2 separate regions of the Ovis aries genome follow, and region 2 is linked to region 1. Evidence: chromatin contacts called from public Hi-C data. All regions are on one chromosome and are shown on one strand. Each heading gives the region's core, a stretch centred on a gene start, on an enhancer-like site or on the middle of the called end of the contact. The rest is flanking DNA. Distances are from core to core; before and after follow the strand shown. Region 1 holds the start of MAD2L1 (mitotic arrest deficient 2 like 1). Region 2 holds the start of C6H4orf3 (chromosome 6 C4orf3 homolog).

Region 1 (5,156 bases), core at 1,070-3,569:
ACTTTTTCACTCTCCTCTTTCACTTTCATCAAGAGGCTTTTTAGTTCTTCACTTTCAGCCATAAGGGTGGTGTCATCTGCATATCTGAGGTTATTGATATTTCTCCCAGCAATCTTGATTCCAGCTCGTGCTTCTTCCAGCCCAGCATTTCTCACGATGTACTCTGCATATAAGTTAAATAAGCAGGGTGACAATATATAGCCTTGACATAATCCTTTTCCTATTTGGAACCAGTCATTTGTTCCATGTCCAGTTCTAACTGTTGCTTCCTGACCTGCATATAGGTTTCTCAAGATGCAGGTTAGGTGGTCTGGTATTCCCATCTCTTTCAGAATTTTCCACAGTTTATTGTGATCCTCACAGTCAAAGGCGTTGGCATAGTCAATAAAGCAGAAATAGATGTTTTTCTGGAACTCTCTTGCTTTTTCCATGATCCAGCGGATGTTGGCAATTTGATCTCTGGTTCCTCTGCCTTTTGTAAAACCAGCTTGAACATCTGGAAGTTCATGGTTCACGTATTGCTGAAGCTTCGCTTTGAGAATTTTGAGCATTACTTTACTAGAGTGTGAGATGAGTGCAATTGTGCGGTAGTTTGAAGATTAGGTTTAACAAACAGGAAATCATCTGCCTGGGTCTGACTTAATCACATGAGCTGTTCAAAAGGCCCTCCTTGGAAAGAGAGTGCAAGTGTGACAAGGGCTCAAGACTGGCCTCTGGCCAATAGCTAGCAAACCAGTGACGACCTCAACTTAAGAGCAAAGATATTAATTCTGCCAGGAGCCAAGGACCTCAAACCCGGAGTTTAGATGAGATCTCTCTTGCAGCCAGGTGCCTTTAAACTTACCAGGCTACATAGAGCACCCAGCCATGCCATGCCCAGACTCTTGATCTAAGGACTGAGATAATAAATGGGCGGTGGTGTTGTTTTTTAACCACTAATGTGTCATAATTTGTTACACATCAATAGAAAACTAATACACTCAGGCACTTTTTCATATAATTAAATAACTACATCTGGGCAGGTTTCTCAGACTTCATTTCACAAATAATTACTCCACCTGCTGTAGGAATACAATTGCTTCACAATTGACATGACATTAGCAGTGCACTATCTGCTTAATTGGGTTTCCCTGGTGGTTTAGTGCTAAATAATCTGCCTGCCAATGCAGGAGAAGCTGGTTTGATTCTTGGGTGGGGGAAGACCCCCTGGAGGAGGAAATGGAAACCTACTCCAGTATTATTGCGGGGAGAACCCCATGGACACAAGAGCCTGACAGGCTACAAGCCCATGAGTTCGCAAAAGAGGCAGACACCACTTAGCGACTAAACAACATCTGCTTAATACTTCTCATAGAAACATTAAAAGCCACTGGATTTGAGTCAAAATTCACTGAGAAGCTCTTTAGTGTTGACGAGCCTTTTTGGCGAGAGGACTTTATTCCCTGACCAGTTGCCTAGGGGTGGCGAGGTACACAGAGTAGAGGCTGGACTATCAGACGCAGACTTTTGCTGCCCCCAGGCTCCGCCTAGCAGCGGGGTCGGGGGTAGACGCGAGCTGAGCCAGGACGAGGGGACAGAAGGGATTCCGTTCGTCCCTTTCAGACCTAGCCCAATTTCTCAGGAAAAACACCACGCCGGCACAGTAATACCTCTAAAACCTGCGGCACGCAGCTGCTTCGAAAGAAAAGTGAAAGTGTTAGGCGCGCAGTCGCGTCAGACTCTTTGTGACCCCATCTGCTGCAGCCTGCCAGGCTCCTCTGCCCATGAAATTCCCCGGGAAAGAATCCTGAAGTGCTTTGCCATTCCATTCTCCAGAGAATCCTCCCAACCTAGGAATCGTGCATTGCAGGTCTCTGGCATTGCAGGCAGAGTCCTCACCGTCTGAGCCACTAGGGAAGCAAACTCCCAGAGCACCTAGCAAGTTCCGACCGCTAAGGATCACTGGGGCCACTCAGGGTGGCGGACAGTTCATAACACTTTCAAAGAATCTTTCAAACTCGGGAATTGTGCTCCTAGGTCGCTCTGTCCGCAGACCCAGAGAGCGGCCACTGAAACCTGGACCTACCGTCTTGCCCGCTAGCCGCCAGCCCGCCAGCCAGCCCACAACTACAGCAAGAACCCAGACAGCTGTCACCACCCGGGAACGGCGCCGCCACGCCTCCCCACTGCGCCTGCGCGAACCGTCGCTCCCGCAGGGGCGGAGAGAACTGGCCGGACCCCGCCGCGCAGGGCGGGGGTCTAGAGGCACTTCGCGCCTGCGCAAAGGGCGCGACAGGCGGGGTCTAGTGGCCTTCGCGCCTGCGCAAAGGGCGCGACGGCGTCCTGCGTCGTTCCTTTTGAAACGAGTGGCGGGGAACTGCTCCGGAAGCCCCTGGCGTCGCTGTCTGCTGGGTGGAAGCGCGTCCCGTCCTCCGTGGGCCTGGCCATGGCGCTGCAACTCTCCCGGGAGCAAGGCATCACCTTGCGCGGGAGCGCCGAGATCGTGGCCGAGTTCTTCTGTAAGTCCTCCTCGCACGGGGCGGAGGGCGGGGAGAGCCGAGCGCAGGCCGCCCGCAGGCCCGCGGCTCGGCCGGAGCGGCCCCGAATCCCGGCCCTTGTACCGCGGCCTCCGGTGCCGGCAGGAGGGATCAGGAAGTGGGGCGGCGGGCGCCGCCTCCGCTCGCGTCGCTCCCGGCGGAGGAGGCGGCCCGGGCGCTGCGGCCGCAGTGCCGCCTTGCGAAGTCCCCTTCGCGGGAGGGTTTCTTTCCAGTGCAGAGCTCCTCCCACAGCCCCCGCCCCCGCCACGGCGAGGGGCCTCGGGTGGACCGTGACGGGCTAGACGTCTGAGCTCGGCCAGGTGTACCTGCTGACAGAACCTGGCAGGACCGCTGAGGATAAGAGGAGGAAAGAGACGGGGAGAGGCCTGCCTGGGCTTGGTACCCGTCTGTCAGTTGCCTGTTTTGACACCCTCTAATCATAAAATAGGCATTTGAACTTGTTCTACAATGAAATGAAATTTGGCACTGGTAGATTAGTGCAGTTTGGCATTTTTCTTCTGTTGCCACATAAATGCAGCTATCAGACGCAAGATTTTAAGGATTTTTTTTAATGCCACTTTGTACCTACTTGGCTTTCAGCAAAACACAAACACGTGTTTAGACATTTATAACTTTACACTGTTAATGAAACCATAGCCCCATCTACATATGCTTTATTTCCCCCAAAGTTACAACGTGACGATGACTTTAATATTTCTTATGTTTTCAGCATTTGGTATCAACAGTATTTTATATCAGCGTGGCATATATCCATCGGAAACCTTTACTCGAGTGCAGAAATATGGACTCACCTTGCTTGTAACTACTGATCCTGAGCTCATAAAATACCTAAATAATGTGGTGGATCAACTAAAAGGTATTTTATTGTTGGACACAGTTTTGAGTTTTGCAGGCCTTTATGTGAATAGGATCCTCGGGACTTCCCAGGTGATTCAGTGGTAAAGAATCCACCTGCCAATGTAGGAGACACAAAAGACTCAGGTTCCATCATGGGTCTGGAAGATCCCCTGGATGAGGAAATGCCAACCCACTCCAGCATTCTTGTCAGGATAATCCCATGGACAGAGGAGCCGGGCGGGTTACAGTCCATTGGGTTGTAAAGAGTTGGATAGGAGCACGCATTTTCTAGCTTCTTGGTGGTCATTTTTCAGCTCTGCACAGGGTAGTGTAAATCGCACTACCATATCCGATACAGTGAACTAATTGGAAGGGAAGCAAATAACATACAAATTAAAAGAATTCCCACCCTTCCTCCACTTTTGAGTAGACTGAATATTTTAAGGTTCGGAATCTGATATGGCTTAACAAAACAATCTCCATCAACTCCTTCAGGGATGATAGAACACATTGGAATTTTATGTTATTATGATGGCATTCGTTATCTGAGAAAAATACACTGCATGTATTTTTTGTAGCTGCTTGGAGTCTGAAGCCATCATTGTATATATTAAGATGAAGGAATTAAAATCAGATTCAACTTAGGGAACTAAACTTTAAAAAGAAGGAACTACTAAATAACAGCACTCATTGGAATTTTCTTATTTTTCACCTGTTTCCATTTCTTTTTTTTTTTTTTTTTAATCACGCCTGTGAGTCAGTAAGCCTTTTCTATCTGCACACTCATTTTCTTCTTTTAGCTCAAGAAGTTGCAGTATTGTTGGATTAGTAGCTCCATCTATTCCTTTTATTTCTAGAATTTCTACTAGTTTCTTTTTCATATTTCTCTACACTTAGGATTCTCATTTCTAATTTCTCTGTGTTGTAAAATGTTTCTCCTTTTCTGCCCATTAGATCTTCCAAAATACTAGTTCTAAAAATACTACAGCCGCATTTTTTTTTAACTTTAAAAGTCATGAATCACTTTTGTTGTTTCAGCTAGCTTCATTTTCACATTACATCATTGCGTTTTCATTAACTTCAGAGCTAAGCCACCCATAGTCATTCATACGGCTGCACTCAGATTGTTTGGTATGGAACCTCTAGGCAACTATGGATGTATGTCTTCATCTTCATCTGAAGAAGTAGCAAGCCAGCCTTGCCTAAGTTACTGGTTTTTGGTTTGTGTCCTTTGAGACCAATAACATTTCTTGTCAGAGGTATCTACACTTTCCTACTTAATTTCTCCCTTTTAGTTAAAATGGAGGAAATGCTTTACAGGCAAATTGTTCAATTCCACTTTTAAATTCTACTTCTCTAGCGTTAGGAACTTAACCCTGTTTCCTCTCTCTTACGTTGTCAATTTCTTTGTTTTCATTTGGATTATTCCCATTGGTTTCATTTCCATTTTTAAGAGAGAAAAAAATCGCCAACTTCCCCATATCTTCAAATTACCACTCAATCTCTTTTTCACAGGTAAACTGGTAAAAGTTGTTCATATATGCCAGGAGTGAGCGAGGCCAACAGGCCAGATCCAGCAAGTGGCTTATTTTTGTACTGCTTGCAAGCTAAGAATATTATTACATTTTAAAGAAGACTATGCAACGTAGGTGACCCATAAGACTTCAGTATTTCTAAAATATTTTCTATCTCTTTAAAAAAAAAAACCTGCCGATGCCTGAATAAAGTATTCTCAGTTTCTAAGATTGAGGGCTCAGCCTGAGGCCCTCTTACTATAATCTG
Region 2 (5,041 bases), core at 2,189-4,688, 630 kb after region 1:
GGGCCAATTTCCCAGGTCCCAGAAGCAGACAAAATCATGAAGTAGACAGCTTTTCTCAAGATCACAGATGAAGAAACTTCCTTCTACCTACTTTCTCCCCCCATTTGGTCTTCCTATTCCCGGGGTGGGGGGTGGGGAAATCTTCCTTTTAACAAAGACTTCCCTTTCTTTAGCCATTGATTATAAAGGTGACAGGAGATCGCTGATTCCGATCTATTTATCCCTTCCACTATGGGCTCTCCTTCAAACTTTGTCTTCCCTCTCAATAACCCTGACTCTCTCAACAGGTCAAGCACAAACCAGGTAACTCTTTATATCAGTTTTCCAAAGCCTGGTGACATTAAGTCATCAATCTGTTCGCTGGTTATGTCTCCAACTAGATTACGCAAAAGAACCTGAACTAATTTTTGTTCTTGCCAATTCAAGCAGCTGGCGACAACTCAGGAAAATGGATGCGTAACAGGTAAGCATTCATGACCAAGAAAACAATGTCACTCTTTTCCTTTCAGTGAGATAACTGGACACAGAAAAACCGCTACAGAAGATCAAGGACTGTCCTTTGCTCAGGTAAAGACATTAGAAGGGAATTTTTCCTTTTGCACTGAAATCAGGCATAGAGCTTCACCTTTCCAGGGCTAAGGCAATACTGCAACCAAATCTTGTGGTTCGATTCCAAGATGCATCCTCCAGCCTCTCGTGAAGGTCATAAATGGCCTCAGCACTGACTCATGCAGGGGCACTGGCCAAATCACCAGATGTTACAGCTAACTCCTAAGTCACCCTTATGTAAACTAGGGTAGCTCTGTTGCTTACATCATTAGCCATCAAAGATTGCATATAGGCAGACCAAAAATCCAGACTAAGTTGGCCAAGTAACAATCAAGCTTTACAGCTACTATGGCCTAACTGTAGGCCTCCTATATCACATAATTTCAAAACCTGTCCTGCTCCTACAGACTGACAGAGATATACAAGATGGAGATGTACAGATGTCAACAAGACAGGTGACAAGACACACTAAACCCCAACTAATATGTCACAAGTTCCATTCTGACCTTATCCAGAAACAACGCTGGTCTTTTGAGATAAGAGTTCCTATCTGGATGGGCAGAACAATGTGGACTTGAATTCCCAATACCCTCTGTCACCTTAAAATTCCAGCCCAATTATAAATTCTGGTTTCTTTGTTCATAAAAGTGAAAGTGAAAGTCCCTTAGTTGTGTCTGACTCTTTGTGACTCCATGGGCTATACAGTCCATAGAATTCTCTAGGCTAGAATACTGGAATGGGTAACCTTTCCCTTCTCCAGGGGATCTTCCCAACCCAGGGATGGAACCCCAGGTCTCCCGCATTGCAGTTGGATTCTTTACCAGTTGAGCCACAAGGGTAGCCCTACTTTCATAAAAGCACTACTACTTTTTATGAAAGCAGTACTTTCATAAAAGGAGTGTCACATAAACAGCTCAGACCAGATCTCATAGAAAACTGGCTTGTTTATCACAATTCTAAGTTCTTTTCAGTACTAAGATCCCTTTTCCTAGCCTTTGGAGCTTATGAGTTGGAAAAGGCAGTTCTCAGTCTTTCCATAGTAACAGGATTTCAATATTACTATGCAAATGTTGGAAGACTTTCCATCAAAAGTTAATAGCCTCTGTTGGACTAGAAAATTGCCTTGCCCTGGACATACTGACAGCTCAAGGAAGAGGAGCTTGTGCCATCACTGGTGAAGAATGCTGCTTGTATGTAAATCACTTGGGGCAAACAGTGTCTAATCTATACCTTTTGCCTGTGGAGAAGGGAATGGCAACTCACTCCAGTATTCTTGCCTGGAGAATCCCTATGGACAGAGGAGACTGGCAGGGAACCGCAAAGAGTCAGACACGACTGAGCAACTAACACGTACTTCCTACACTTTTTGAAGATAAACATGTTCCATCAGATAAAAACGAGGCTCTGCCATTCTATTGGACTTAACTACTCCTAGGGAAGGGAGACTGATTTCATGGAACATGGGGAAATGGGCTTAGGTTCGTTATTTTCTGTTTATTCATTCTCTTTCTATGTTCTTCTCACCCTTTGCAGATCTCTTGCCACACAGTTGCTAACCCAATTCTTCTCTCCACAGTTACTGACTCAGATTTTACTTCTAGAGGCATTTCAGACAGGGGAACGAAGTAGTTCAGAGTACATCATTCTGGCATACTGAGTATTTTGAGTTAAGGCAATGGAGAAAAACCTGACACAAGAAGGGCACTCTGACCTTCCTTGTTCTTCCAGAAAGAGATAAAATTCCCATGTAAAAGATGCCCTCCCTATACTACCAGGAAGAACATTTTTTTTATCACCAGAGATGGAAAATTGGACCAAGAAATCCCCACACAAACAAACCTTGTTAAACTAACCCTTATCCTCCTAGTCATTTCGCCACATTTTTCCTAGCAGAAATCTCGTTGACTTTTTCCTTTCTAAGCTTTCTGCCCTGGTCACTTCTTCAGGTTGTGATTCTCTGAAAATTTCCATGTTCGCGTTAAAAAAAGAAAGAGAAAACAAAAACTTCTGTGCTTTTCTCTTGTCAACCTGTCTTATGTCAGTTTAATTCTTAAGTCCAAACGGAGAACCAAAGAGCCTAGAAGAGAATTTTTCCTTGTCTACAATGATAAACCGTTTTCTTTCTGGTAACATTCTAATATCATGGGGGAATTACACTTCCAAACCCCCGTATTATTTTTAAATTCACTCCTTTGAAATACAGACAAAATTCTCACGTTTTGCTCACTGACCCCCTTAGAAACTCACGCTCATACTTACGATGTCAACCTCATTATAGCCGTTTCAAGAATTAAATAAGTGCAACATGCTAGGAAGTGAAGTGTAGTGAAGTCGCTCAGTCGTGTCCGACTCTTTGTGATCCCATGGACTGTAGCCTACCGTGCTCCTCCGTCCATGGATTTTCCAGGCAAGAATACTGGAGTGGGTTGCCATTTCCTTCTCCAGAGGATCTTCCTGACCCAGGGCTCGAACCCGGGTCTCCCGCAGTGTAGGCAGACGCTTTACCGTCTGAGCCACAAGGGAAGCCCTGTAACACGCTAGGAACAGTACAAACCCCATTAGAGGAGGCCCTTTTAAAACCTTGGCATAAGGACGCAAAAGCAATAAGGATAAGGAGAGGTGACCACGGGCTGTTCCAAGGTGGAATCCATCACCTGTCAGGAACGGAACCTGAGTAACTTCTGGTCCAGCCACCGAGCTATCGCTCCTAGCGAAACCTGAAAAACCAGCTTCCATCCGGGGCGCTGCAGGGCGATGGCCTTCTCTGCTTCCGCTTCCGGACGGAAGCTGCGCTCCCTGCCGGCAGTCACGAATGCAGCGGACGGCGCCTGCGCACTGGGAGGGACGGGCCGAGCGCCGTTTCCCAGGCGCGGAAACGCGCATGTGCATGGGGTTGGACTCTGTCCATTTTTTCGCGAGCTGAACGCGGAAGTGCGGGATCTGAGGCATTTCAGGTGCTCGGATTCTGGCGCGGCTACTGGTGCGAAATGGAGGTGGACGCGGCCTCCGAAGGTGGTCGGAGCGGCCCCCGGGAGCGGCGAGGCTTCGGTGAAGCCGAGAGGCCGCAGCAAAACCACGAAGTGCGGTCTCAGTCCGGGGCCGCCCTGTCTCCCAAACACTCCTATTGGTTGGATCTCTGGCTCTTCATCCTCTTCGACGTGATATTGTTTTTCTTCGTGTATTTTTTGCCATGGTGAGTACTCTGAATGTAACACTGAAGGGTGAGAGGCTTAGAAACCTTCTCCCCAGTTTGGGAAGAGGAAAGGAAATTGTGTCCCGAAGGTGGCAGGGTCCGGTAAGTCGGGGAGTTGGAATGAGACTGAAAATGGCTTCCTTAGCACCTCAGGTGAGGGTGTTCAGAGGTGTGGAGGCAACTTGACTTCATATTTTTTCTTGTTTTGTTTTGAAATGAAACCGGCTGGGTTTGAGTTCCTGCACTATCATGAAGAAACTGGATAAGTTATTTGACATTTTGGAGCTTTGTAGCTAGTTTTATTTCTAGGGACCAATAGTAACCTGGTCATAGGGGTTTGGTGTTTTAGATAAATCGCTAACTTATCTCAAAGCGATATGTTTGCATATTGCTTTACAGCAGTAAGCACTCAGCTAAAGCTTATTGTTATTATTTAGTCAGTGGTGTCCGACTCTTTTGCAGCCCCATGGACTGTAGCCCGTCAGGCTCCCCTGTCAATGGGATTCTCCAGACAAGAATACTGGAGGGGGTTGCTATTTCCTTCTCCAGAGGATCTTCCCCACCTAGGGATGGAACCTGCAACTCCTGCTTAGCAGGCAAATTCTCTACCCTGAGCCACCTGGGAAGGCCAAAGCTGATGTTACTATACAACAGTTGACTATAAGCAGGGTATCTAAAATAGGTCCAAAACTCAGTTCCTAATTTCTTATCCATTAAGTGTTCCCATTTCAAAAAATGGTAACTTTATCCAGTCCTCCTCCCAGAAGCTTGGGACTGTTTTTGACTTACTTTTTTTTTTTTAAATACACATCCACGAACTCCAAAACAATTGGTAAGTCACAAAATTCCTTAGATACCTCTTGGAAAATACATGCTCTGCATTTTCATTGCCACTCACTCTGAAAAGACAGTTTTGGCAGAGGGTAAAGGAAGGGAACTTAGACAAGAGGGACACAGGACTGAGATAATAAGGGACAAATTCAGAGGACAAGCCCTGGGCTGGAGGAAAGCAGTGCAGCTCATTTAGTTATTAAACAGCTCTCTTGGACTTCAGAGGTAATTGTTGACTCACTCTAAGTTATTCTTCTCAATCTTGTTATTGAATGTACACTCCCTGAAAGGTAATTGTCTTCTTTTCTCACCCCTAGTCCCTAATGTTCGCCAAGATCTGGGCATAAACTCACTGTACCTGAAGCTCCATTGTCTGTGATTCTTGTATTTCTTGAATGGTATGGCAGAGGGTTCAATGGGACAAATGGGAGATGAGTATTTCTATAAAACCCTCCATTGAGTCACTTG

What was found. Hi-C and Micro-C count contacts between places; a contact is called where the count stands out from the background.
Region 2: a Hi-C map of blood shows a contact between it and region 1, with 9 times the contacts expected there. The contact joins the promoter of C6H4orf3 here to the promoter of MAD2L1 in region 1. A contact is called at or near these places in 4 of 16 Hi-C or Micro-C datasets (blood, hypothalamus and mixed tissues).

Annotation. Positions count from the first base shown.
Region 1 is chr6:5,753,887-5,759,042 of ARS-UI_Ramb_v3.0, forward strand. It overlaps MAD2L1 (mitotic arrest deficient 2 like 1), which reads left to right and starts at 2,320. Exons shown (of 5, transcript XM_004009585.5): 1 at 2,320-2,498; 2 at 3,247-3,393. The coding sequence starts at 2,426.
Region 2 is chr6:6,383,784-6,388,824 of ARS-UI_Ramb_v3.0, forward strand. C6H4orf3 (chromosome 6 C4orf3 homolog) reads left to right here and starts at 3,439. Exons shown (of 2, transcript XM_015096354.4): 1 at 3,439-3,742. The coding sequence starts at 3,537. USP53 (ubiquitin specific peptidase 53) reads right to left here. Exons shown (of 18, transcript XM_060416686.1): 16 at 3,204-5,041.